4 separate regions of the Mus musculus genome follow, and all the other regions are linked to region 4. A link is a contact called in public Hi-C, HiCAR-type and HiChIP or PLAC-seq data. All regions are on one chromosome and are shown on one strand. Each heading gives the region's core, a stretch centred on a gene start, on an enhancer-like site or on the middle of the called end of the contact. The rest is flanking DNA. Distances are from core to core; before and after follow the strand shown. Region 1 holds the start of Ttc27 (tetratricopeptide repeat domain 27). Region 2 overlaps Ttc27 (tetratricopeptide repeat domain 27). Region 3 has its middle 82 kb from the start of Gm31759. Region 4 holds the start of Fam98a (family with sequence similarity 98, member A).

Region 1 (5,642 bases), core at 2,906-5,405, 830 kb before region 4:
TCAAATCTTTCCCTGATTCGTGACTTTGCCTGCCTCACAAGTATACATCACCTTCAAACATGGTACTTCTTGTTGGGCAGTGGTGGTGCACACCTTTAATCCCAGCACTTGGGAGGCAGAGACAGGCAGATTTCTGAGGTCGAGGCTAGCCTGGTCTACAGAGTGAGTTCCAGGACAGCCAGGGCTACACAGAGAAACCCTATCTTGAAAAAAAAAAGAAAGAAAAAGAAAAGAAAAGAAAAGAAAAAAAGAAAAAGAAAAAGAAAAAAAGAAAAAAAAACATGGAGCTTCCTTCTACAAACTACCTTTATCTTCATTTTTTGGGATTAAAGGTATGCTAAGGGTGTGTGTCTATTCCAGCCAGAGTAGCCATGTTGCTGTATTAAAATCGCTCTACATTTTCCCGATTTCTATTTAAGCTAAAAATTGTTCCAGTTTAAATATTATGTCAGAAACAGTTATCAATCCCATACATTTAACAGCCTGAATGTCCTTATGAAGACCCGTTGGTGCGATGATCCTTCATATCTGCCGTCTTGATAGCTTGGTCTTTAGCAAATGCCCATTTCATCATCAAGGCTTTCCAATCTGTGAGTCTGAAGAATGGTCTTCAGCAGGTTTGTTGAGCTATCTCCATGCAGGGGGCAGGTATTTGCTTTCTGTGTTGTGTGTGTTGCTGTCCTTCTAGGTCTCCTCCTTGAGTCCTGCCTTTCATGTGGAAGCTTCCATTACTCAGATCAGCTCTTTATTCATTTTGGTGGAGTGCTTGCTGCTCTTCCAGAGGACCTAGATTCAGTTTCTATGACGGGCAGCTCCTAACCTCCTGTGACTTCAGGGGACACAATGCCCTCTTTTAATCTTCATGGGCACCAGCACACACATGGCAGACATTCACACAGACACACATAGACATAGATTTTTTTTTTATAAAGAATTATCAAGGACCAGAGAGATGGTTCGGCATCAGGTAAAGGTGCCTGCTGGCAAGCCTGATTACCTGAGTTCAATCTCTGGGACCTACGTGGTGGATGGAGTGACGTGACTCCTGGAAGTTGTCCTTTGCTATGGGTGTGTTCAATGCTTTAAAAAAAAAAAAAGAACAACCTCCATGACATTGGGCAAAGACATACCTCGTTGTCAATGGTGTTGATCTTGTACTGGCTTGGTGGCCAAAGCTGTCTTATGCTAAAGACTCATAAAAATCAAATCAAGGGCTGGTGAGATGGCTCAGTGGGTAAGAGCACCCGACTGCTCTTCCGAAGGTCAGGAGTTCAAATCCCAGCAACCACATGGTGGCTCACAACCATCCATAACGAGATCTGAAGCCCTCTTCTGGAGTGTCTGAAGACAGCTACAGTGTACTTACATATAATAAATAAATAAATCTTTAAAAAAAAATCAAATCAACTCAAATCCAGGCAGGGCAGTGAGGGAGGAGGATGCCAGATAGAGACCTGTGAGCCACCATGCCACCCACAGACCTGCTCTCCAGCACACAGCTCAGGCAGGACATAGACACCTGCTTGCTATCACACCACGTATCATGGATTGAGGATGTGACCCAGGGTCCAACAGTCATGTGGCCAGCCTGCAGCAGGATGTGTGAGCATGTGGTGGTCAGATGGGAGAGAAAGAGAAGTGGGGCAGTTTGAGCATTATGAAGAGAGATGGAACTGGAGACTGAGGGAGGAGAGGAACAGCCTGTTGTGAGTGGCCAGCCCTGCCACCTGGTGCCACCAGGCCCCAACCCAAGCTGCCACGGAGGGCCATGTCTGAGGCTGTGGCTACATAATGGCAGGGGTCAGTGTTGGTATCTGTGGCTCATATTACCACTAGAGAACACGGGGATGTCCCTGATTGGGGCAGCCTACTGGCACCATGAAAATGTTCAGGGTTTGTACATAGCTGGCCCTGTACCCTACTGGATGTGGTGCTCTGGAGAGCTGGCCCCATCTCTTGCTAGTGGCAGCACTTGGGAGAATGAACTCTGTACTTCACCTGGACAGCACAGCACAGCTGACCCAGGAGGCAGGGGCGTGGGTGAGCCAGCCCTGAGGGTGAGAGTGCAGGGGAGCTGGCCCAGCCACTTGTCTGCTGCAAAGTGGCATGGGTGTGGGGAAGGCCTCCCCCCCATCACTACCTGCAGGAGTTGGGAGAACTGGCCCCAGGGTCATGAAAGCAAGTAAGCTGCCCCTGCCTCTTACTGGCTGCAGCACTTGGGAGAGTGGGTCCTGCACTTCTTCTGGATAGCACAGTAGTGCTGGCCCTGGTAGAGGGGGAGCAGGAGAGCCAGTCCCGAGGGCAAGAGCACTGGACAGCTGGCTCTGCCACTCATCTGAGGTAATATGAGTGTAGGGGTGATACCCTCTCCTTGTCCCCTTGCAACTTGTGGTAGCAGGGAAAACTGGCCCTGGAGGCATGAGATCATGAGAGCTCTCCCTACCCCCCCCCCCACATTGGCTGAAGCACTCTGGAGAGTGGGCCCTGCATCTCACCTGGACAACACAGTGGAGCTGGCCCTGGTGGTGCCAGCCCCAAGGGTGTGAGAGCAGGAGAGCTGGCAATGAGATTATTTATAGTTAAAAGTTGTGAAGAAGAGCCAAGCAGTGTCACACACCTTTAATCCCAGCACTCAGGAGGAGGCAGAGGTAGGCATATATCTCTGAATTCAAAGCTAGCCTGGTCTACAGAGTGAGTTCCATTTCAGCCAGGGCTCTACAGAGAAACCGTATCTTGAAAAACCAAACCAACCAACCAAAGAAGTTATGAAGCTGGATTTGTTGATGAACCACCCTCCAATTTCAGTGCTTCAGCACTCCAGCACTCCCAACAGGCAGAGCTCTAAGTGTAAGTCCAGCCTGGTCTACATAGCACGTCCCAGGTCAGCAGAAGTTACTTGGTGAGACCCTACCAAAAAATCAGTGACTATATGGATTCCTTATTTCAGGTAACAATGTTGTGTCATATAATATTGTAACTCACCCACTCTATTCCAGGGTCTTGATCAAAAGACCTCCTTCTCACTAGAAATGCCCAGGAGCACAGGGGAGTGTTGTATAATGTCAGGTGAAGGACAGTCCTTAGTACTGTCTTAATTTTACCTTGGGCTGCACAGGCTGTTTTTCTACAGTGAAGCAGAGTGAGAAAGAAAACATTTATTCTCTTAAAAAAAAAAAAAAAAGAGGCAAACAGCCAACTCTCTGCTCAGCAGCTGCCACACTTGTGGGAGGATATATTTCCTTGCAGGTTTTTTTCCACGTCAGCAAAGTGTTCTGGGTTCTATCGACTGAATTGCAGAAACTTCCAGGCTCTTGCCAGGTTTATGTGATGACAGTATCAAAACCAGACCTTTCTCCCCTTTTAAAGAAATTATTCTTTTTTTTTTCTAGTTTGTTTTTGTTTTTGTTTTCTGAGACAAGGTCTCTCTCTGTCGCCTTGGGTGTCCTGGAACTAGCTCTGTATACCAGGCTGTCCTTGAACTCAAGGATCCACCTGCCTTTGCTCCAGAGTGCTGGGATTAAAGACATGTACCACCGCCGCCTTTATTTTATGAGTATTTTTTGCTTGCAGCTATGTTTGTGTACCATTTATGGGTCTTGTGCCTGGGAGGCTAGAGGACGGTAACCGATGTTCTGGAGTTACAGGCCATTATGAACCACCTTGTGGGTGCTGGGAATAGAACTTTGTCCTCTGTTGAGCCATTTCTCCAGGTGGCTAGCTTGGAACTAAGGGCGAAGCTCAGGCTGGCCTTTAAGTTGCAACTATCCTGCATCATCCTCCTCCGTGCTAAGATTACACTTCGAGTTTGGTTTTCTTGCACTTTGAATCATCCAAATTATAGCCTATGCCGAGGAAGTTCGTTCTAGCCTGGGGCTCAAGGGCTCCATTAGAAGTAACTTCTACAGCCTGCGCTCCGTCTGTTGGGGAGAAAAGGCTCGAGTTATTAACCTCCAAGGACTTAACTTTGCCTCAGGTAGTCGCATGTTCCAAAGCAGGATTGCGTTCAACTGTCTCCACTAGCAACAACTCCCGGTTACTGCGACCGGCTGACCGACCCACCCAACTCTTTTCCACTACTCAGTCTGCGCATGCTCACAACCGAGTCTCCGATTGGTCGTCTAGAAGGAAGCTGCTCCAGCGTGGGTTTGTTTTCCCATGATGCTCTGCGTTGCTGTCATGGCTGCCTCCATGCATGTATAATCTCACATGGGAGTCTAAGTTTGTGAGCGCTATCCGTCGTAACAAGACGCCGGCGACTTTGGACCCTCCTCCTCTCGTTTTTCTCCTCCTTAGTGGGACACTGTATCGGGTGCAGCGATGCCGGGAATGATGTGGACGCCGGAGCTGGCGCTTCTGAGGGGCTTCTCCACGGAGGCGGAGCGGCTGGTTTGGAAGCAGGAGGGCATCTGTGGTTCAGGTGAGAGCGCTGCGCACTTTAGGTTAGTGCCAGAGCTGTGAGGACAAAGGATGCCAGCCCTGGGTACATAGGAGGTGTCAAGAGTGAGGGAGTTTCGCTTGATGGTCTGCGATCTGCTCATGTGACAGAAGTTTCCGAAAGAGACGAGATGAGTTTTTTTTAATGTAGAACTGACAAGTGAAAGAGAGTTCAGCAGGAAAAAGTCAGTGTTGTAAAAATGTTGAGACCAACATGTGCCTGGGGGAAATGTGAGGGAATCATGAGAGAACAGATGTGTTTGGATTGGCTTCCTGGGGCCGGTGTGTGTGTGTGTGTGTGTGTGTGTGTGTGTGAGAATATTGACGATAGGAAGGACAACTTTCCGGTGTCAATTGGAATCTTTGTGAATTTCCTGAAGAAGGGTAGTATGCCTATCATCATCATCGTCATCATCAATCATTGTCATTGTTTGCTGTCATTGTAGGTTTTGTACTTCTAGGAGACATGATATTTGTTGGTAGAATAAAAGTATACAGCCAGTATGCTGTTTATATCTTTTGCATCTTAAAGTATCTATGTAATGGATTATCATTTATACTTAAGAAATTCTGTTGCCTTACTGGACTCATTTTTAATATTACAGATATTGGAGTTTTCTTAGAATTGCTGTTAGAAGGGAGCTATGAGGCTTTGTTCTTCCATTCAACGACACAAACTATTTTAAATTCAACAATGATGGCTGAAGAAAAGATTGACAGCTACCTGGAGAAGCAGATAGTGAATTTCCTGGATTGCTCTACAGATTTGGAAGAAATTGAAAGGTAGTATTTTATTTGAAATTTCCACAGAGAAACGTACTAGGTGGGGGCTGGAGAGGTGACTTCGTGGTTAAGAGCACTTACTGCTATTTCAGAGGACTCAAGTTCAATTCCCAGCATCCACTTGGTGGCTCACAACTGTACAACTCCAGTTCTAGGATATCCAACACTCTCTTCTAACCCATGGACACTAGGTACATGTGTAGTATATATGTATGCACCTGGGCAAAACACTCATGTAATCAAATAAATAAATGAATAAATGAATAGGCTAATATCAACTTTTATAGCACCTTGACACTGTGAGGCCCTGGTATTTAGTAGTTGTTGAAATAACTGGTCTCAAGCAATCTCTGTAAGGTCTCTGGCCCAGAAGATCTAGAATGGAAAAGGAGAGTGGTGCAGGATTAAATGAGTTTTGTATTAGA
Region 2 (5,769 bases), core at 2,377-4,876, 770 kb before region 4:
AGAGCCTGTCAGTGATCATTCAAGCAGCGGGACTCGATGATCAGGGAAATTTCCTCTGGACAGCTCACTTGCCTTCATGCCACTTTGTGATGTGGGGCAAGTTACTTTATCTACCTTGTCTCAGTTTCCTTCTTTAGAAGCACATGGTCGGCTTGACTTGCAGGTTTCCCCTTGGTAACGCATGCTTCCAGATGGAGTTTACTTTGTCATGCTACACGCGTGGTTGCTGTGGTTCTACGACATGAACCTGCTCATATTTTGGTAGCTTTGAAATGGGAACTTCAGCTACCAGTCAGTGATCTCTTCCAATCTCACTCAGTCAGGTGACCCATACTTGGGTCTGTGCACACTGGTTATATTGGACATCATGTTATCACTTCAACAGTGTCAGGATGACATTTGTAGGATTTATTTGTCACTTAGAATGAAAAGAAGATCTCAGTATTATTTGGCACTGGATCAAAAGCAAAATAAAACAAAAGACAGAACCTAAGTAGAGAAATAAATTAGGAATTCATGAAATCAACATTTTTCTATTGGTAAAACTCCTAATTTCACTAACATTTCTTTAAAAGTAACAACCAAGTGTTTTGTGAGGGTTAAAAAGGAAAGATATGGGCTGGAGAGATGGCTCAAAGGTTAAAAGCACTGGCTGCTCTTCCGAAGGTCCTGAGTTCAAATCCCAGCAACCACATGATGGCTCACAACCATCTGTAATGAGACCTGATGCCCTCTTCTGGGGTGTGTGAAGACAGCTACAGTGTACTAACATATAATCAATAAATAAATCTAAAAAAAAAAGGGAAAGAGACTCAAAACTAGAAGAAGGCCAGGTGTGGTGGTGCATACCTTTGATTCTAGCCCTTGAGAGGGAGAGGCAGGTGGATCTCTGTGAGCGAGTTCAGGGCCAGCCTGGGTTACAAAACAAAACAATCAAAAGTTGATTTAGCCTTGTTATGTTCTAAGCTAAATATTGCCATAGAAAATGCTGTACTTAGGGCAGAGAGAATTATCAAACTTTACTAAATAGGAAAAAAATTGAAGCATTTTCCTCTTTCATTAAGAATTGGTCTTATGATTAATAGCATCTCAAATTTGATCAAATATAGAACTGTGTTTCTTCAAAACATTATTATTATTATTATTATTAGCATTTGTTGTCTCAAATGTTTGTCTAAAGAAGGAATGAATGGAAGAATGAATATCTTGGTTTCCAGTCTCATTATTCCTTACTGTGTAATTCTTTTACATTGCTTAACAAATAAATAATAGTGGCTATAGAAAATATGGTCATTTTTGAAGTGGTAGATTTGTTAAAATTATGTTTATTACTTTATGCAAATGTGTGTTTTGCCTGCGTGTGTATCTGTATCCATGTACATATCCAGGGTCTGTTGAGGCCAGAAGAGGGCAACACAGACTCCTTGGAACTGGAGTTCGAGACAGTTGTAAGGTGCCATGTGGAAGCTGGGAATCAAATGCAGGTTTTCCTCAAGAGCAGCCAGTGCTCCTAACCACCTCACCATCTTTCTAGAAACTGAAGTAGTAGTTTATAGAAAATTATTTAGTTTTTTGTTTATTGTTTGTTTTAAGAAAATTAAGCAAGTTGGTGAATCACAAATACCCAAAGCATGCTTTGAAATATTAATTTAACTACTTTCAGAAAATATGGAAAGCTGAGATGCCCTTATTGGAAGAAAAACCCTTAAGAGAAGTAGTTGATGCTTCCCCTAATAGCTTTAATATTATTATATTGTAAGGTTTCTTTATGCTCATGTAAGAATTATCTTAGAATAATGATAGATGCCTCTGTTTCTAAATATTATTGGACATGTACATATTTTTAGAAATGTAGTTATTACCGGGCATGGTGGTGCACACCTTTAATCCCAGCCTTTAATCCCAGCACTGGGGAGGCAGAGGCAGGTGAATTTCTGAGTTCGAGGCCAGCCTGGTCTACAAAGTGAGTTCCAGGACAGCCAGGGCTACACAGAGAAACCCTGTCTCAACAAACAAACAAACAAACAAACAAAAAACAAACAAAAAGCCAAAAAGAAATTTAGTTATTTATTTTGTTGTAAAGTTTTGTGACCAATCACTTTCCTCAAAAATCTTGATTTTTAAAGGTTGATTTTAACAAAGAACTTTTTCTTTCTTTTTTTTTTTAAAAGGGAGTTATTTCCTTTGCCTCTATATGAATGCATGTTTTGCTTGCATGTATATATGTGCACTGTGGGTGTGCTCCTGATGCCCATGGAGTCAGATGAGAGTATGTGATCCCTGGGGACTGGAGTTACAGATTGTCTTTAGCCTCCTTGTGGGTGTGGGGCACTGAAACCATGTCCTCGGCATGAACAGCAGGCGGCCTTAACTGCTGAGCCATGCCTTCAGGTCCTCTACCTCCCACTTTTCTATCCATAGACCCTAAAAAGTATTGCTTCAAGTTGGAAGCACATATTGTATGCCTGGAAGAGCTGAGCTTCTGGTGCTCGGCCAGTGGTTTTCACCACCTTTTGATTTCACTGGATGTTTGACATTTTAATGCTTAATGGAATAGTTTATGTTAAAGGGCTAATTTAGAGATATGCCTGAGTGTAATGATTGTCGTGATGGCCATGCTTACACCGTGCCCTGGGAGGTTCTCAGACTTTCTAGTTTAGAATACTGCTTGCAGACATTCTTACAATTTAATGGCCATTGACAAAATATCTAAGATTAATTTTTGTTGACCCTGGGGTCAGAACTGGCTCTCATCTGTTAGCATTAATTTTTCAGTTACTTGGCTCGCGTGTCCGACTTTCCTCTCGTCAATGGCAAAGTCTCATTTTGTTGAGTAAACTTAGTTTGGTCTAAAGAAGCACCAAAGGCCGAGTGGACATCAGCTCGGTGGAGGCGAGGCGAGAAAGTGAGCGTGTGGGAGGAGTGAGGATTTCTTTACGGGAAGTCAGCTTTGCCTGAGCCACATAGCTGCATCTTGATTATGCTACATTTTCAAATTACTGTAACCAGGGACTCTTACCATTTTGTTTTCGTGTAGTTTTATGAGGGGCAGAGTTATGTCTTTCAAGATAAGGACATAACTGTGTGTGATTTTGAGTTTCTTGTAGTTCTTTGGCAGAGCAAGTTCTAAGGCAGTGTCTGACCATGGCCGTCCCAGCCATCAGTAACTTCCCTTTTGTCTTCAGGGTGGAGAGTGAAAGGTTGCTGCAGCTTCATGATTTGCCTGGTTTCCATGGCCTTTTCCCTCACAGTCTCCTGTCCATGTCATTCCCAGGGTTCCAGGAAGATGAAGCTCGGGTGGTTGCCTGGCTTGGTGGTGTGGCCTCGGTTCCTGTTTGTGCTCTTCTCTCTAGAATGCTTGTCACCTTTAGCTAACTCTTGTTACTCTTTGGGTCTCCTTTGAGTGTTTATAGTGTCTGGACTCTGCCTCCTCTCTCCTATCACCTCCTCAGCACCGGGGACTGCTCTGATATCCCTCTAGCTGACTCATTTCCCCTGTGCTATTTAATCTGTGTTAATTAGAGCTGTGAGTCCATGTAACAAATAGTTGGAAATGTCCTAGGAAGCAGATACCCCAGAAGAGCCCTCCTCATGGACGACTGACCAGATGGCAAAACACCCGCCACCATCCTGTTTTCTTCTCAGTAGTATGATTCCTGCCCACACTTCCATGGGAACCTTTAGACTCTCCAGTTTTCTCACAGTAACTATAAAGACACCATAGTTTGTTTTTAGATAATGCAGGTTCTAAGCGTTTTTCATGGATTATTCTTTACACAGTCAGTTTGTAATCATTACATGCTACTTATAAGAGACTACAAAATATGAATCACCTTTGTCATTTTACTGGTTAACATTGGTAAGTGGCAAATTTTGCCTTCCAAGAGCTAACTTCATTCCCTATAAAGCCCGTCCTCTCCCCACACCTGCCTGCCTACATGGTTAGTATAATTCCCATAAAAAGTGGAGATTAGATTTTTAAGTTAAACCCCAAAGAGGCACAGTAATTGAAAATGCCCCACAGCTGGGTAGTGCAAATAGGAGGTGACCAGCTAATCGGATAACCAGGCCTGTTTTAAATTACTCTGTTTTATTGTGGATGTGGAGTGTTTGTGTTGGCAAGTACACTTTGAGAAATCCCAAGCCAGAGCCTGGTGTTGTCACACACATAAATACAAGAAGCAATTAGTGAGGAGCTGGCCCAGGTCGTAAGGCTGGGAGGGTCCGCCCAGGAATGGGGCTTTGGTGCTCTGCACCTCTCGGTTATTGCCCAGGAGACACGACTACCGGGGGGAAGCTGTCCTGCTACGAGTATTGTCTCTGGGAAGAGGAGAAGGTGCTTCAGCGCCATCTTTAGCTCTGCCCTAGGCATCCTCCTTGCGTGTGCCAGGGGTGTAGAGTACCTTCTCACAGGGTAGGACTTATGCCTGAGAGCTAACCTTTCTGCTGGGGGTTGGGGCAAGCCTGGCTGGGGTTAGAGGAAACCCATTGTGTGAGTCCCTTCACACGTGCACTGTTAGATCTAGACATGTGCTTGGTTCTTTTTAACTCAGGCCTGGTGATAGAAGGCCAGATCTTTTTATCTTCATTTTTAGTTCAAAAAAATTTGCTCATGTCTGTGTATCTGGTGTGTTCCTGTGTGTGCTCACATGGATGTGCATGGAGACCAGAAGAGGGCATCAGGTTCCCCGGAGTTACAGGCAGTGTGAGCTGTCTGATGTGGTTACTCGGAGCCATGCTCCAGTCCTCTGTAAGACAAAGGATCCTGAGCCACCTCTCCAGCTCCCCACTAACGCCATCTTACGTTGGTGGCCTGTCTCTTTCCACCTGCTTGGAGTGAACTGGCCTGCTTGTTAAGCCTGTCTGTCATGTTGATCGTCCTCAGGGTGCCCTTTCCACTCAGAACCGCTGAGTCCACGCACTGGTCTCTGTCCCCTCATCTTTTGTTGGGAAGACTTGCCATAGTTGTCTGTCTGTCAGTTCCCTTTGCTTGTATGCTGGGCAGATGACGAATGCTCTTGTCCCACATTAGAACTTTAATTCCTTCCGTTAATCCACAACAATCAACATGCAACTCTCAGCCAAGAAGTACATTGAAAATTACTTCAGACTAAAGTAGAAAGAATAAAACCTCGAGGGTCATTTCCTCCCCCACTCCAACTTTCAACTCAACTTCCACTCAAGGCTGACAGACAGAGTGCTGTCTGAGATTGAAGTAGTAGGGCAGGGTCTCTCTCCCTCTAACTATTTTCCACTTAACAACAAAGAGCACTGTACTATTACAAATGGAAATGGTTACTGATCCCATCATGTGCCATTCTACCTGAACTACACAGGGAATGGGGAATTGGTTCACACAAAGTACTAGGAGTTTATGTCCTGAGTTTGAAGTTGTAAGTTGACATTTTGTGGGTGAATGTAGGCCAGCAAGATATTTTGTCTGTCTTTCACAGTGTTTGGGGAAAAAAAAGTCAGTAAAAATGTTCAGATTTCATCTTTTAAAAACTCCAGATTTTTTGACTTCTCTTAGAGATCCTAAAGATGAAAACCAAGCAAACAACAAAACAAAACAACCCCTAAACCAAGAGTCAAACAAAACCCAAACAGCCAAATGGAAACTGGGCCCGAATCCTACATGTGTGCTGACTGGCTAGTGAGGGGCTATGTGCTCTCCTCCCTTCACTTCTAGCCCTGTCCAGTCTCTAGGCCAAGCACTGTAGTGTCCCTTGCTTTCTTTTAACTGTAACTGTAGGTTCTGCTTAAGTCCTA
Region 3 (5,914 bases), core at 674-3,173, 680 kb before region 4:
GTGAGGACCACTCATCTGATCACTGCTGTGGAGTCTCCGTGCAATGTGTCATCTATTTTGGCTAAATACTGTATTTCCACCTGTCTTAATTTTTGTAGTTTCAACATTGGTTTTCTAGTACTAATGTCTCTTTTTCAGAATCATTCTTTTGCTTTGTAAGCTGCCAGAAGAGAAGAGATGTCATTCCAAAACTTAGCTAGCAGCAGTCAGTCGCTGAATCAATATTACTGGCCAGCTGTCACGTCTCTCTCTGAGCCCTGTCAGCTCAGCTCTGGAAAGAGAAGAAATAGGCAGATCCCAAAACCCGAGTTTTCCCTGCTGCTTGGATAGGCTCTCCCAATAATTGGTTGATTTGCCTTCTCTCGTGAACAGTGGGACCACGTTGACAGTGTGCCTTTCTTTCTTTCTTTTTTTTTTTTTTTTTTTTTTTTTTTTTTTTTTTTTTTTTGGTTTTTTCAAGACAGGGTTTCTCTGTGTAGCCCTGGCTGTCCTGGAACTCACTCTGTAGACCAGGCTGGCCTCGAACTCAGAAATCCGCCTGCCTCTGCCTCCCGAGTGCTGGGATTGACAGTTTGCCTTTCTTCACTGAGTTCCCCAAGAAATTCTGTGAGGTCTTAGTTGATAATAGCCTATGATTTGTTAGGATTATTAATTAGTAAATTCCTTGTCAGCCTTTTCCCAGAGATGAAGCATATTTAACTAGGACCCTGAGTGAGTATAGACAAGTGGAAGTGAACTACAGAGCCCTGTAGACTACTCTGGCTCATTTAAGGGCGGAACACGTGGCCCTCTGTTATGTGAAGCTTCATCATGATAGCGAGGGACCCAAACGCTGAAGAAAATGATAGACTTTCCATGTCACTTTTGTTCCTATTGGGTGTGTTGTTAGTGCCACCCACTCAGAAACGTGGGACAATTGATGAGCATATGCTGCGGTCTACTACCTCCCAGACTCAGTTTGAGGACTGTGACGTACCCTCAGGTCTTGGTAGCTCGGGCTCTGCAGGACCTTATCCAGTTTATACCACTAGTTGTAGTTCTACCAGCTCAAAGCTGTACTTGAGCCCAATGAAAAGGGTTTGGTTTTTGTTTCCATTTTGTTTTTATAACATCCATGTCAACCTAAGTTGCTGTTTAGATAAGAACTCTCCTGGCCAAGAGTGAGGAATAAAATCTCCGAAGTGGATGCCACACACTTCCTGTCTGCCTGTTCATTCAGCAGGCCCTGAAGTGAGATGGCCAAGAGCCTTCATTCGGGTGGAGGGGCCCGTGCTGTGGCAATGCAGCTGGGTTTCTCACAGCACGCAGGAGAGCTTATAAATAGATAGACTTCAATCAACATGCTGCTTACTCAGGTATGCGCTCAAATATAGTAGCTGTATTCCTTAGACAGACGCTGCCACTAAACCCAGGACTATACTAATAAGAGCATAATCCTCGTGGGCTGCAGGTAGCCTTGGGCTCCGCCTTTCACAGCCAAGACCTAATAATAATTGTGGCTCGTTTGCTCTTCACCAGGAGAACGCAAAAGCTGAGCTGGCTCTTGAATTGTTTCCTCTGTGCTTTCAGTTAGCAGGAGTGGAGATGTGTGGCTTGCAGCAGAGGCCGTGTAAACCCTGGGCTGTGTGGCTGGGTGTACCTCTTGCTACTTGGCATGGTACACTTTCTCCTCCCCCTGGTTAACAACATCTGTGCCCATAGACTGTTTTAGTTTTTCCTTTGACCTTCGGACAAACAGCCGCTAATGCATTATGTGACTCCTTTTGCAGTATCAGAGTTTGGCTTTCTATGGGCAATTTTTATTCTATTTTATTTTATTTTGCCCCTTCCTTGGGCTTGGCTTTGTTCAGCCACACTGTCCTCCTCCCACGTTCTGCAGAGCTGGCTGTAATTAGTTCGCTTAACACAACACCAAAAAATTTCCCCTTGCCAGTGATGTCAGATCTGCCTTCCCTTTTATTATTCTGACTTATAAACTGCAGTGACCCGTGAGTCACCCTCGCCATCTCCTGGCCCTGTGCCCACATTGTGATCTATGAAAAGGGAGTCCTGCCAAGGGCTACAAGGCGGAAAACTGATATTATTATGGTCTTCTGAATGGTAACTCTGAGCCATTTTTTAATCTTTTGTGATGTTCTTGCCAGAAAGGGGGAGGGGATGGTAAATCATAGCAAAGTGAAGGAGCTAACCCACGCATGGCTAACTTTCTCCAGACAGGGGGCTCAAGTGGCTATCAGTATCTGTATAGAGTTAGTGCTGCTCACAGGCCAATGTGTGCTTTCAGGAGACTCAGAGACTCATAACCTCTCAGGCCTGTGTCTTCATCTATAGCCTTGTAGAGCAGGCATATAATAACATCAGCAGCCAAGAAGAGGCATCAGGGCTTTGGAAATGAAAATATGTAACAGAAAAACAGGGCAAGTAAGAAACCATTTGATGATAACCACTGGCACAATGCTAGCTGTAGACTCCTAGGGCTCCCCATGGTCTAGTGCTTGCAAAGCCCTGCTGTTCTCTGGGTTTCCATCTGTAGCGAGCTTTCCCTTGTTTCTGGGCTGAGGGTGAGGCTAAGGAAAGGGGCAGTGGAGAATGATGGACTATTTTATTTTATTTTATTTTATTTTATTTGTTAGGTAAAGGAAGAAAGGAGCCAAGTTAGAAAGATAAAGGGAAAAGGTGGTACGGATGGATGGCCGGAAGGAAGAAGAGACTAAGGATGGGGAAACAATCAGGAGGGGGGAGGCTGTGGGCAGGGACTGGAGAGGAGGGTATCAAAGCCTGGTATTGCATGAGCAGCAGTGCCATGGCAGGCCTCTTTAGTTGGTACAGCTAATGTATAACAGGTTTCTATAAGATGAAGTGGGCAGTTGACTGCCTGGATTAACTAGACTGAAAGCCCAGCTTTTATCCCTTCCTAGCTATGGCCACAGTCGAGCCCCCCAACCTCCCTGAGCCTCAGTCTCCTCAACTGCTGGCCAGCCAGAGTTATCAGAGGACTTAGGTGAAGTTTTCTGTGTGCAGATAAGACAAGTAACTCTTGGTGTCATCGAAACGGGCATTGCTGATGATCTGTCAGTTCTCAGGGGCCGTGAAGTCCCTGGATGAGGGCGACCTGCAGCGTGGCTCCAGTTTCTATAATCCCTGGTGTGTTTTGGGGGTGCAGGGGGGCGGTCATAGCCCTGTATTTTGAGAAACGATGGTGCAGAATATCTCAGTTGTCTGTGGAGCTTCAACGCTACTTATTGAAATCGTCGGCCTCTAGGAAGTCTGGTGCCAGGGCTGATAAAGCAGTCTCAGTAATTCTACAGCTGCTTGGCCAGAGACAGGCTTATGTCTCAGCAGTGCCTCCCCCTTTCCCCTTCTTCCTCTCTTCCCCCCACCGCTCCTCCTCCTCTTCCTCTTTCCTCCTCCTCTCTCTTTCTCCCTCTCCCCTTCCTTCTCCTCCTCTCTGATCCCCTCCCCTCCCCTCCCACTCTTTCTAAAGCTTCTCCCTAACAAGACCCCCCCCCATTTTTATATCTTGTTTGTTTTAACAACCCACTGAACTTAATTAGGGATATTTGCAGTCACGTGGGTGTGAGGTTATTTACTGAAGTGTGGGTAACTTACCAGTGCTTGTGTCATGAAGAAAATGACTTCCAGTCTGTCATTCAGCAGCCGTTAGCTGTCAGTAGCTCCCCAGAGAGGGTGGGGCCTCTGAGCCCCTCCATTATACCATGCTGGTGGTTGGCAGAGACAGTTGTTTAAAAGATTGGCCTACATTCAAGTTAGAAGTTGTTTAAAGACGTGACAAGGAGCCAGGTGTGGTGGCCCGTTCCCATAATCCCAGCTGTTGGGAGGCTGACTGAAGCAGGGGGATTAGACATTTGAGGTCAGCCTGGGCTACCTGGGGGAGATGGTTAGCGCCAGAGAGAGGGTGAGGTGTTTGTGTGTGCCTGGCATTTATAAGCCAATAAAAAGAAAGAAAACCAAACAACCCAACTAAAGAATTGAGCATTGTGCTAAAGGGAATAGCCAAATATAAATACAAAACAAGTGCTAAGACTCAACTTGAGTCATGAAATTAAAATCAGAGATGAGCACAGACTCTATCAGTGGCTAATGGTTAAGTGGCAGTACCTACTACGTGCTCCTGAGAGAGGAAAGTGACTGCCGGGAATGACAGCTTTATATAAGCACTCTTCCTAGAAACCCTGCCGATCTTTTGAAGCTGTGCATACCCTACAGCCCACCAACTTTGCTCTAGATGCACACAGTGCAAATCTGTCCATGTGTGGACCGTAGCTCTCACAGAGGCTTGTCTGCAGCAGCATTGTTCATCAGAGGCCCCGGGTAGAAGCCCTTCACCCGTCTACCAGAGGTAGACTTGGACCAGGCGTGCAGTCCAACAGTCTGCGTCGATGATAATGAATTCCCTACAGCCACAGCAGCATCGGTGGATTTCTTAACACCCTGTATGCATGCTTTCTTTCCCCCTGTGGACATAATAGAAGCTCAAAGAGCAGTGGAATTAAGCTACGTTATTCACTGCCTCGTGCTTGGTGTTAAGTCAGTAAAAAAGGAGAGGTAGTGATTACCTCAGGGTGAGTGAAACTGGTTGCTCTTGTGGGTTCAGGTGGGTGTTGGCTGGGAGGTACATAAAGGGCTCTGGGGAGTAGCAAAGTCACCTTCATTAACTGGGGTGGCGGTTAATGTGGTTCTTGTGCCATGAGTCATTGAGCTGAGTGGTTTTGTTCTGTGCCTTGTTCCAAATGTGTATTGTATTCACAGTGGAAAACTCCAAACGTGAGCAGCAGCGTGGCCGCACTCAGTATGATCTCTGGAGTGTGGTTCACACAGCCCCAACTCCACCCCTGTCTGTCCGTCCGTCTGCCTGCCTGCCTGCCTATTTCTCTGTCTCTCTAAATCTGTCTGCCCCCACCCTCTCATTAAGAGAAAGTATATGGCTTTTCGAAGTGAGATTTGACAATAGAAACCCAAAGTGAACTGCATATAACTAATCTCTCCATTCACCCCGACCACCAAACCTCTCCTCAAAGAGTTTAACATTGCACAACTCTAAGTTGCTAACTCCCTGGCATAACTTGTATTGTTTGACACTGTACTCTAGACTCTTCCCTTCTTTGATGTCTTTCAGCCCAGAGCCTATGCCTTTCCACATTGGTGTCTGGGGAAACGCTGGGGGCTAACCTAAGGGAGGCTGGGCCTTACTCACTGACTGAGCATGCTCATCTTAGTGGCTGGAGCCAGCTTCTCACATTTCTTGAAAAGTGTGGTGTTGACATGTTTAATATCCTGTGGCATTTCCACCAGGCACTGTCGTGTGATGGAAAAATTCAGCGATAACGTCTGAAGGCCAAGTTGACTAGCAAGGCCGTGCATGAGACGCTCTGCCTCACAGCTCTGGCTGGGTGGTAACTTTTGTCTGAGCTGTCTGAGAAGTTACTGATCGGCATATCTAGCAGGATCCACAAAGCATCAGTTACAGGGACAGTGCTTATGTGTGCCTGGATCTGGAACAACAACAAAAAAGGTGAAATTTTACCCACGACCGCATAGGGATGATAAATGGAAGACCAGTGCATTACACAAAGGAAAAAGATAACCCTAAGGTTTGAGGCTTTTCTGGAAGAATTCCAAGAATGTATATGGCAAGGGGAGGGATGTCTCAGGGCAATCCATTAATAGCTGGTGACCTGTAGATCAAAGGCACAGTGCTTTATGAATCGTCACCAACACTCATCCCATTGCCCCCTGTCTCACTGTCCCTCTTCTGTCTGTCCTAACGATGTTCCTCCAAGAATCCCAAATCAGTCCTGGCAGCATTTGCTTTCCCATCTTCAGGAATGCAGCTGGCACATTCTTTATGTGAAGGAAGCACTCCTGGGAAGGATATGAACCAGACGGAGTATCT
Region 4 (6,025 bases), core at 515-3,014:
GCTTCCACGTGAACTTATACCCTGAGGAAAACCCCACACTGGCACAGAGCAAGTGTCCCTTAAAAAATGTTTACTGGCCGGGTGTGGTGGCGCACACCTTTAATCCCAGCACTCGGGAGGCAGAGGCAGGCGGATTTCTGAGTTCGAGGCCAGCCTGGTCTACAGAGTGAGTTCCAGGACAGCCAGGACTATACAGAGAAACCTTGTCTCGAAAAACAAAACACACACACACACACACACACAAAAAAAATGTTTACTGAGTAAGCGAATCATCTTTAGACACCCGTTGAAAAGCACCCGTTCCACAGAATAAGGCTTACGTGTGGCCCATTGCAAGAACTAAGTTGGCCAAGTCTGGGCTATGCACAAAATGTGATTCAAAGAAATGACCACAGCGGCTGATGTTCACAGCGATGGTTAGTAAGCTTCCTTTATGGTCAGTACCTACTAGGACACCAAGCTAGTCACATGGGTTGCGCTTTGGCTACCTCAAAGGTGTCCTTCCCTAAAGAAAGGTGTCCCTTAAGAATTTCCATGGCATGGAAAAGCCTAAAGTTAAGCTTTGATTAAGGATTATAGTTAAAAATACAACAATCGGCAGGGCATGGGGGCTCACTCCTTTAATCATAGCTCTCAGGTGCCAGAGGCAGGAGGACCTCGGTGCGTCATTTCTTCTACGCTGATTTTATCCTGAAATAGTTATTCGCAGGCAAATACTTAATCATGCAGGGCTTTTTTTTTTTTTTTTTTTTTTTTTTTTTTTTTTTTTTTTTGCCTAAGAGCCTCTAGGTTCTCAAGTTTAAGCACCTTGATCTGGGTGACCAAACAAGATAAATAAGCCTTATTTCCAAATTCCTAAACACTGAAGACTATGACTGAGAGTCAAGATGCAAATATGCTGATTCTTGGTGGGTGAGGATGACCCTGGAATGCTGGAGTTCAGCGAGGCTGTGCTGGAGGTCTGAAGTCACTGACTGTCATTTCCAAAGCAGGTGGTTGAAAGGTTAGGTGCACAGCTGAGCGGGCTTGAGAGCAGCCGGCTGCATCGCCCAGACGTGCGCTTTGGGAAGCCTAGGTGCATGCAGAGATGACTGAGCAAAGATGATTTTTTTTTTTTTTTGAGAGAGAGAGAGACAGAGAAGTAGGGTGGGGGGTAGAAGCTCAAGAAAGAAGTAGGGAATCTTGGGGCCAAGTAGGAAAGCAGATACAACTTTGGCAAACCATAAAGTGGGGGTAGGGTGGGAGGACGGGAGGCAAGAAGAGAAAGCTTGGGGAGTGGGGGGGTGGTGAGAACCGGAGCCCAGACAATGACACGCATGACTGAGACACGCTGCGGGTAGCTGGGCTGTAGGGGAGCACCGGGGAGGACGAGGGCCGTCGGAGCCCAGTGGGCAGGGTAGGTGTGGACGTGGCACCGGGGGTCCCTGGGCCAGCAGCGGGAAGCTCCGGCGGGAGTCGGGTGCGGAGTGGCAAGGCAGGTGGCTCCGACCGGGCGCCCGAGGAGTTGCCGGGGCTCTAGCAGAGTGGACTTTCAGAAACTCATGCCCCCGCCGTCTTACCCTAGATCTTCCAACGACTCCAAGATGTCAGTCTCCATGAGGTCACACTCCATGCTACTGTGGTATTCAAATTTCCGAGTCGTCAGGCTGCCCTCTCGCCGGCAACGCGTACCCTAGCGCATGCGCTCCTTCCCCGGAACTTCCAAGTCGACAGCTGGCGCCTCAGTCCCCGTATTGCGCATGCCCCGAGCGTGCGCAAGCAGTTTGGTTCCGCCCACTGCCCCCACCTCACCGGCCGAGGAAAAAAAAATGGCCGGGTGTGCGCGTGCCCAGTATGGGGTAGTGAAGCTAGCTGCCCTAAGAAGGGCAGGAAGGCAGGTGGCGTGGCACCGAGGCTGGGAGACTCAGAGACTCAGCCAGGGGGCGCGGAGCTCTTGGAATGCGCATGTGCACAGCTTGGGGCGAGGCAGGCGCGGGAGGAGCAGAAGCAGGATCCAGCCTGGGATTGTAGAGTGACAGCTGTGGTATTGAAGATGCGTGTCCTCCTTTCACCTGCGAGTCACCACAGAAGGGCAAATTTGTGCGTTCCCAGCCACAGCCCAGGGCGGGGTTAGACGGGTCAAAAACAATGAAAGCCAGGAAAATGCCATTTGATTTTTCTTCAGTGTAGCCTCTGGAGTCCACGGTTAGAGAAGTGGCTTTCCTCAGTATGGATGCTTCAGAAAGTTTCTCCAGGGAAAGTTTTTTTTTTTTTTTTTGTCCCTGTCCTCTTGAGTCTGCCCCAGACACCACGCATTTTGTTTTAACGGGAAAGGGCATAACTCCATATCGAATACAATAGGGTATATTTGATTACATGCAGTTTAGACAATGGATCAACTTTTTGTCTCCGTTGACTTTTTTTTTTTTTTTTTTAATACAGGGTTTTATAGAGCCATGGATGGCCTGGAACTCACTATGCAGACCAGGCTGGCTGTGAACTCACAGAGCTCCACCTACCTTTGCCTTCCCAGTGCTGAGATTAAAGGCATCTGCTACCATGCTCAGTGTTGTCATTACTTTTGGCCACCCATGCTTGGGTGTAGCTTTCTATTATGAAAGAACTGTTGAATAAGGAGGAAATCGTTTTCAAAGAGATGATGTAGTTAGAAAATCATATTTATCTATGAATTGCCATGTTGTTATATTGTGTAGTCATTTGGTTTTAAACTTATTCTTACGTTTTATTTTGTAGTTTCCACTTTCATGTCTAATGGATAAGCATTCTCTGTCAGTAGTAATTCATGGTTTAGTTATTTATTTTGTGTAACATGGGTTGGGAGAAGGTTATGCACTAACTGTTCTAGTGACTATCCTCTTGACCCATGAGCGACCTGGCTTCTCCAAGAAAGCTCCCCTAAAGTTAAATATTCTTCAAGGTGTATTCATTGATTCTAATTTCCTGATTGGGAAAAGTTGCAAATCCAGAGCCAAGGTTCTGTCAGACTGTCATTAGTCCCCTTAAGAGCCCACCCTGGCCCATCCTGTGTGACCTAACCTCATTTTGGCTATCAGGTAAAACTTTTGGGATGTGTAAACATCCAAATTAGCTTCTGCCTACTCAAAGCCACAAGTGTCATCAGATAACAGCTAAGTTCTCTCCACATCACTGTAAACTTCTCACCTGCTGTCCCCACCAATATATCTGAAGAAATAATCCCTTGACTTATGAGTTGGTATTGTGTAACTATACAGACAGTGGAACCAGTTCTGTGTTGGCACATGTTATGTGGGGCAGTCTGAGTCTGTACCTGGGTCATGGTCACTCATATTTGGATCAAGAAAAAAAAGTATTTTGCATCAACATATTATTGTATAGGGTTATAATGCTGTATGAACATTGTTTGCATTATATAGATGAGCAACCTGAAGCACCGTGTCTTTCTGATCCTTAGCATTCGTAAACAATTAGTGCATTCTGAAACTTGAGTGTATTTGCATCCATACACTTACTTGATTGTTCAGACAAGGATTAAAAGCAGAATGGGAAAAGATAGGGAAATTAATTATCTGATTTTTTTATGCCTGTATATATTGTACATAATTTTAATAAAATGATTCTTTATCATGGAAATGTTGAATGTGCTAAAAACAGTAACAATGAAAGGTTGTTTTTTAATAGAAAAGGTTTTATTCCTAACTCAGACCCCCAGCCTTGTTACACAAGACTATTTTAAACGCTGACATTTAATTTTTAAGAAAATCAAGCAAAGTCAAAGGTTATCATTAGAAACATGATGTACTGTCAGTCACAGTTTCAAATGTTGCCATTTTTTTTAACTTTTGTAACTCAACAAAGGATTCCAGAAACAATCTGTGGTCTGGTTTTTATAAACACCTTTATGCAGACATGAGTATCCTACCTTATTAAGTATGAATTTTATAAACATATTACTCTAACAGTGTAGCTGAGGATTATTTCAGCATCCCTCAGCTTCTCCAAAAAAGATTTACAATAGTGTGGTAGAACTTGTACAGCTCTTTCCAGGATCACAACTCTGTGAGTTGCAGGTGTGTAAGCCCACTTATCTCCTTGTGTTTGCAGACTCTTCAGGTGATCTACTGTGTCAGAAATCTCCACTTCTGACTAGAGAGTCAGTCAATCAGTATAAACCCAAAGACTTTGTATCTGGCATCTTGACCAACCCAATGAGGACTCACAGAGCCCCACAGTGGCACACACTTCATTTCTGAACAGTAGACTAAAGGCTTCAAGCAGACAAATGCTGGTTCATGCCACGTCCAGGCTTGCTTTGGGTTGCACTTTTTGGAACTGAGCCTTTTTTTTTTTTTGGGCCACCTTGGTGCATATGAATCCCAGTTATAATGTAATGTAGCCATTCATGGTCTTGACCACCAGTCTTACTGAGCCAGGGAGAGAATGAGAAGTTCCTGTGGAGTTCAGACAGCTGATGATGTCAGCCAGGGACCCTGGCAAAGTACATTATGTTCATCACTGCTTTCTCTGAAGCTCCTGAATGTGCTCCTATGACCAAGCCCGCTCAGTCAGTCTACAGGTTCTCCAGTGCGGGAGTGAGGATTAAAACATAAAAAAGACAGACAACATTGTAGCGTGACCCCAGTCAATTCTGAGACTGAAGGCAATTTTTTATTTTCCAACCCACTTTTTATACAATTTTAATTACATGCAAGTATTTTGGGCAAGCAGTATATAAGGAACTACTAACAAAGCAGCAAGCCAAGTCCTGAGATTACTCCCATGACATTTTTTTGTTTGTTTGTTTTGGTTTTGGTTTTTCTGTTGCGGCCGCCAGCAGCTCGCAACATGAACAGTTAGACTGATATGGCTACTCGAGCTGTAAGAGAGGAATCTAGACGGGGCGAAAGAAGAAACGGAGCTAAGACAAATTCATTCTGATCAAAGCTCAAATTTTATTGTTGCGACACTAGTTATGAAGGAAGGGGGAGGGGACCCGATTCCCCCCCCCCCCCCACGAATAATCTTGGATCCAGTAGAAAGGTGAGCACGTGTGTGGCTCCGAACAGCAAAGCGGCAGGTTCCAGCAGTGGGCGTGGCAGACCGAATGAGCAGGAAGCTCCACCCCTGAGCAAGCAGGTTTCAGGCTGGGGGAGGGGAGACTACATTTTTCAAGACAGGGTTTCTCTGTATAGCCCTGGCTATCCTGGAACTCACTTTGTGGACCAGGCTGGCCTCGAACTCAGAAATCTGCCTGCCTCTGCCTCCCGAGTGCTGGAATTAAAGGCGTGCATCATCACGCCGGCTACCATGACAGTTTTAAAAAAGGCTTGTCATAATGAGTGAAATACTTGAGCCCACTTCCTTGTCCAAGCCCAAAAATCTTGCCTGAGTCTTACACGCGTTCGCGACCAGCTAGGAAAGACGCAACAAACCGGAATCTTCTGCGGCAAAAGCTTTATTGCTTACATCTTCAGGAGCCAGAGAGCAAGAGAGCAAGAGAGCAAGAGAGCAAGAGAGCAAGAGCAAGAGAGAGAAAGCAAGAGCAAGAAAAAGAACAAGAACAAGAAAGCAAGAGCAAGAGAAAGAATGGCAAAACCCCGTCCCTTTTAAGGAGAATTATCCTCCGCCTAGGACGTATTACTCCCTGATTGGCTGCAGCCCATCGGCCCAGTTGTCATCACGAGAAAGGTAGAACACATGGCGGGAAAACTGCCCCTGCACGTGTGCAGATTATGTTTACCACTTAGAACACAGCTGTCAGTGCCATCTTATAATGGCAAATGTGAGGGCGGCTTCCTACACCTGAGGCCTAGTTCCACTCGAAGACTAAAATTTCTGCCTTCTCCTACTTTCCTATTACAGCCTAAAGTTGGATTCTTGTCTGAATTTACTTCCTTGCCACAGCCAATGTCAGATTCCTGTCTGAAGCCCATTTCTTTGTCTTTAGCCAATGTCAGATTCCTGCCAAGCGGTACCCCAGAAGGCTTTCCACACTCCTATGCACCACCTTATACACACACACACACACACACACACAAACACACAC

The links. Hi-C and Micro-C count contacts between places; a contact is called where the count stands out from the background. HiCAR-type assays count read pairs that join an accessible place to other places. HiChIP or PLAC-seq counts read pairs in DNA pulled down with a chosen protein or histone mark.
Region 1: a contact with region 4 is called in a HiCAR-type map of astrocytes, with 5 times the contacts expected there. The contact joins the promoter of Ttc27 here to the promoter of Fam98a in region 4. A contact is called at or near these places in 3 of 39 promoter capture datasets (embryonic stem cells, hippocampal neurons and pre-B cells), 7 of 484 Hi-C or Micro-C datasets (the G1E-ER4 cell line, Th1 cells, centrocytes and 4 more), 9 of 115 datasets of contacts at active chromatin or transcription factors (the NIH/3T3 cell line, Th17 cells, astrocytes and 6 more) and 3 of 9 other capture datasets (adipose tissue, liver and macrophages).
Region 2: a Hi-C map of nephron progenitors shows a contact between it and region 4, with 2.5 times the contacts expected there. The contact joins the enhancer-like site here to the promoter of Fam98a in region 4. A contact is called at or near these places in 1 of 39 promoter capture datasets (embryonic stem cells), 1 of 15 datasets of contacts at CTCF or cohesin (the NIH/3T3 cell line), 1 of 484 Hi-C or Micro-C datasets (nephron progenitors), 2 of 115 datasets of contacts at active chromatin or transcription factors (bone marrow-derived macrophages and extraembryonic endoderm stem cells) and 2 of 9 other capture datasets (embryonic stem cells and macrophages).
Region 3: a contact with region 4 is called in a FOXA1 HiChIP or PLAC-seq map of pancreatic cancer cells. The contact joins the enhancer-like site here to the promoter of Fam98a in region 4. A contact is called at or near these places in 1 of 39 promoter capture datasets (hippocampal neurons), 5 of 115 datasets of contacts at active chromatin or transcription factors (astrocytes, cardiomyocytes, fibro-adipogenic progenitors and 2 more) and 1 of 9 other capture datasets (liver).

The regions. Positions count from the first base shown.
Region 1 is chr17:74,713,595-74,719,236 of GRCm38.p6, forward strand. It overlaps Ttc27 (tetratricopeptide repeat domain 27), which reads left to right and starts at 4,156. Exons shown (of 20, transcript NM_152817.4): 1 at 4,156-4,417; 2 at 5,040-5,217. The coding sequence starts at 4,318.
Region 2 is chr17:74,782,310-74,788,078 of GRCm38.p6, forward strand. The region is part of intron 12 of Ttc27 (tetratricopeptide repeat domain 27); the gene reads left to right. Among named protein-coding and RNA genes, the nearest start is that of Ttc27, 67 kb to the left of the region's middle. Within about 2 kb of position 3,627, at least 11 of the 459 cell types and tissues checked have an H3K27ac peak or open chromatin away from gene starts, as enhancers often do. A contact at or near this core is called in nephron progenitors, where this site is marked.
Region 3 is chr17:74,865,083-74,870,996 of GRCm38.p6, forward strand. No RefSeq gene overlaps it. Among named protein-coding and RNA genes, the nearest start is that of Gm31759, 82 kb to the right of the region's middle. Within about 2 kb of position 1,924, at least 75 of the 459 cell types and tissues checked have an H3K27ac peak or open chromatin away from gene starts, as enhancers often do. A contact at or near this core is called in fibro-adipogenic progenitors, forebrain and pancreatic cancer cells, where this site is marked.
Region 4 is chr17:75,550,182-75,556,206 of GRCm38.p6, forward strand. It overlaps Fam98a (family with sequence similarity 98, member A), which reads right to left and starts at 1,765. Exons shown (of 8, transcript NM_133747.2): 1 at 1,560-1,765. The coding sequence starts at 1,612.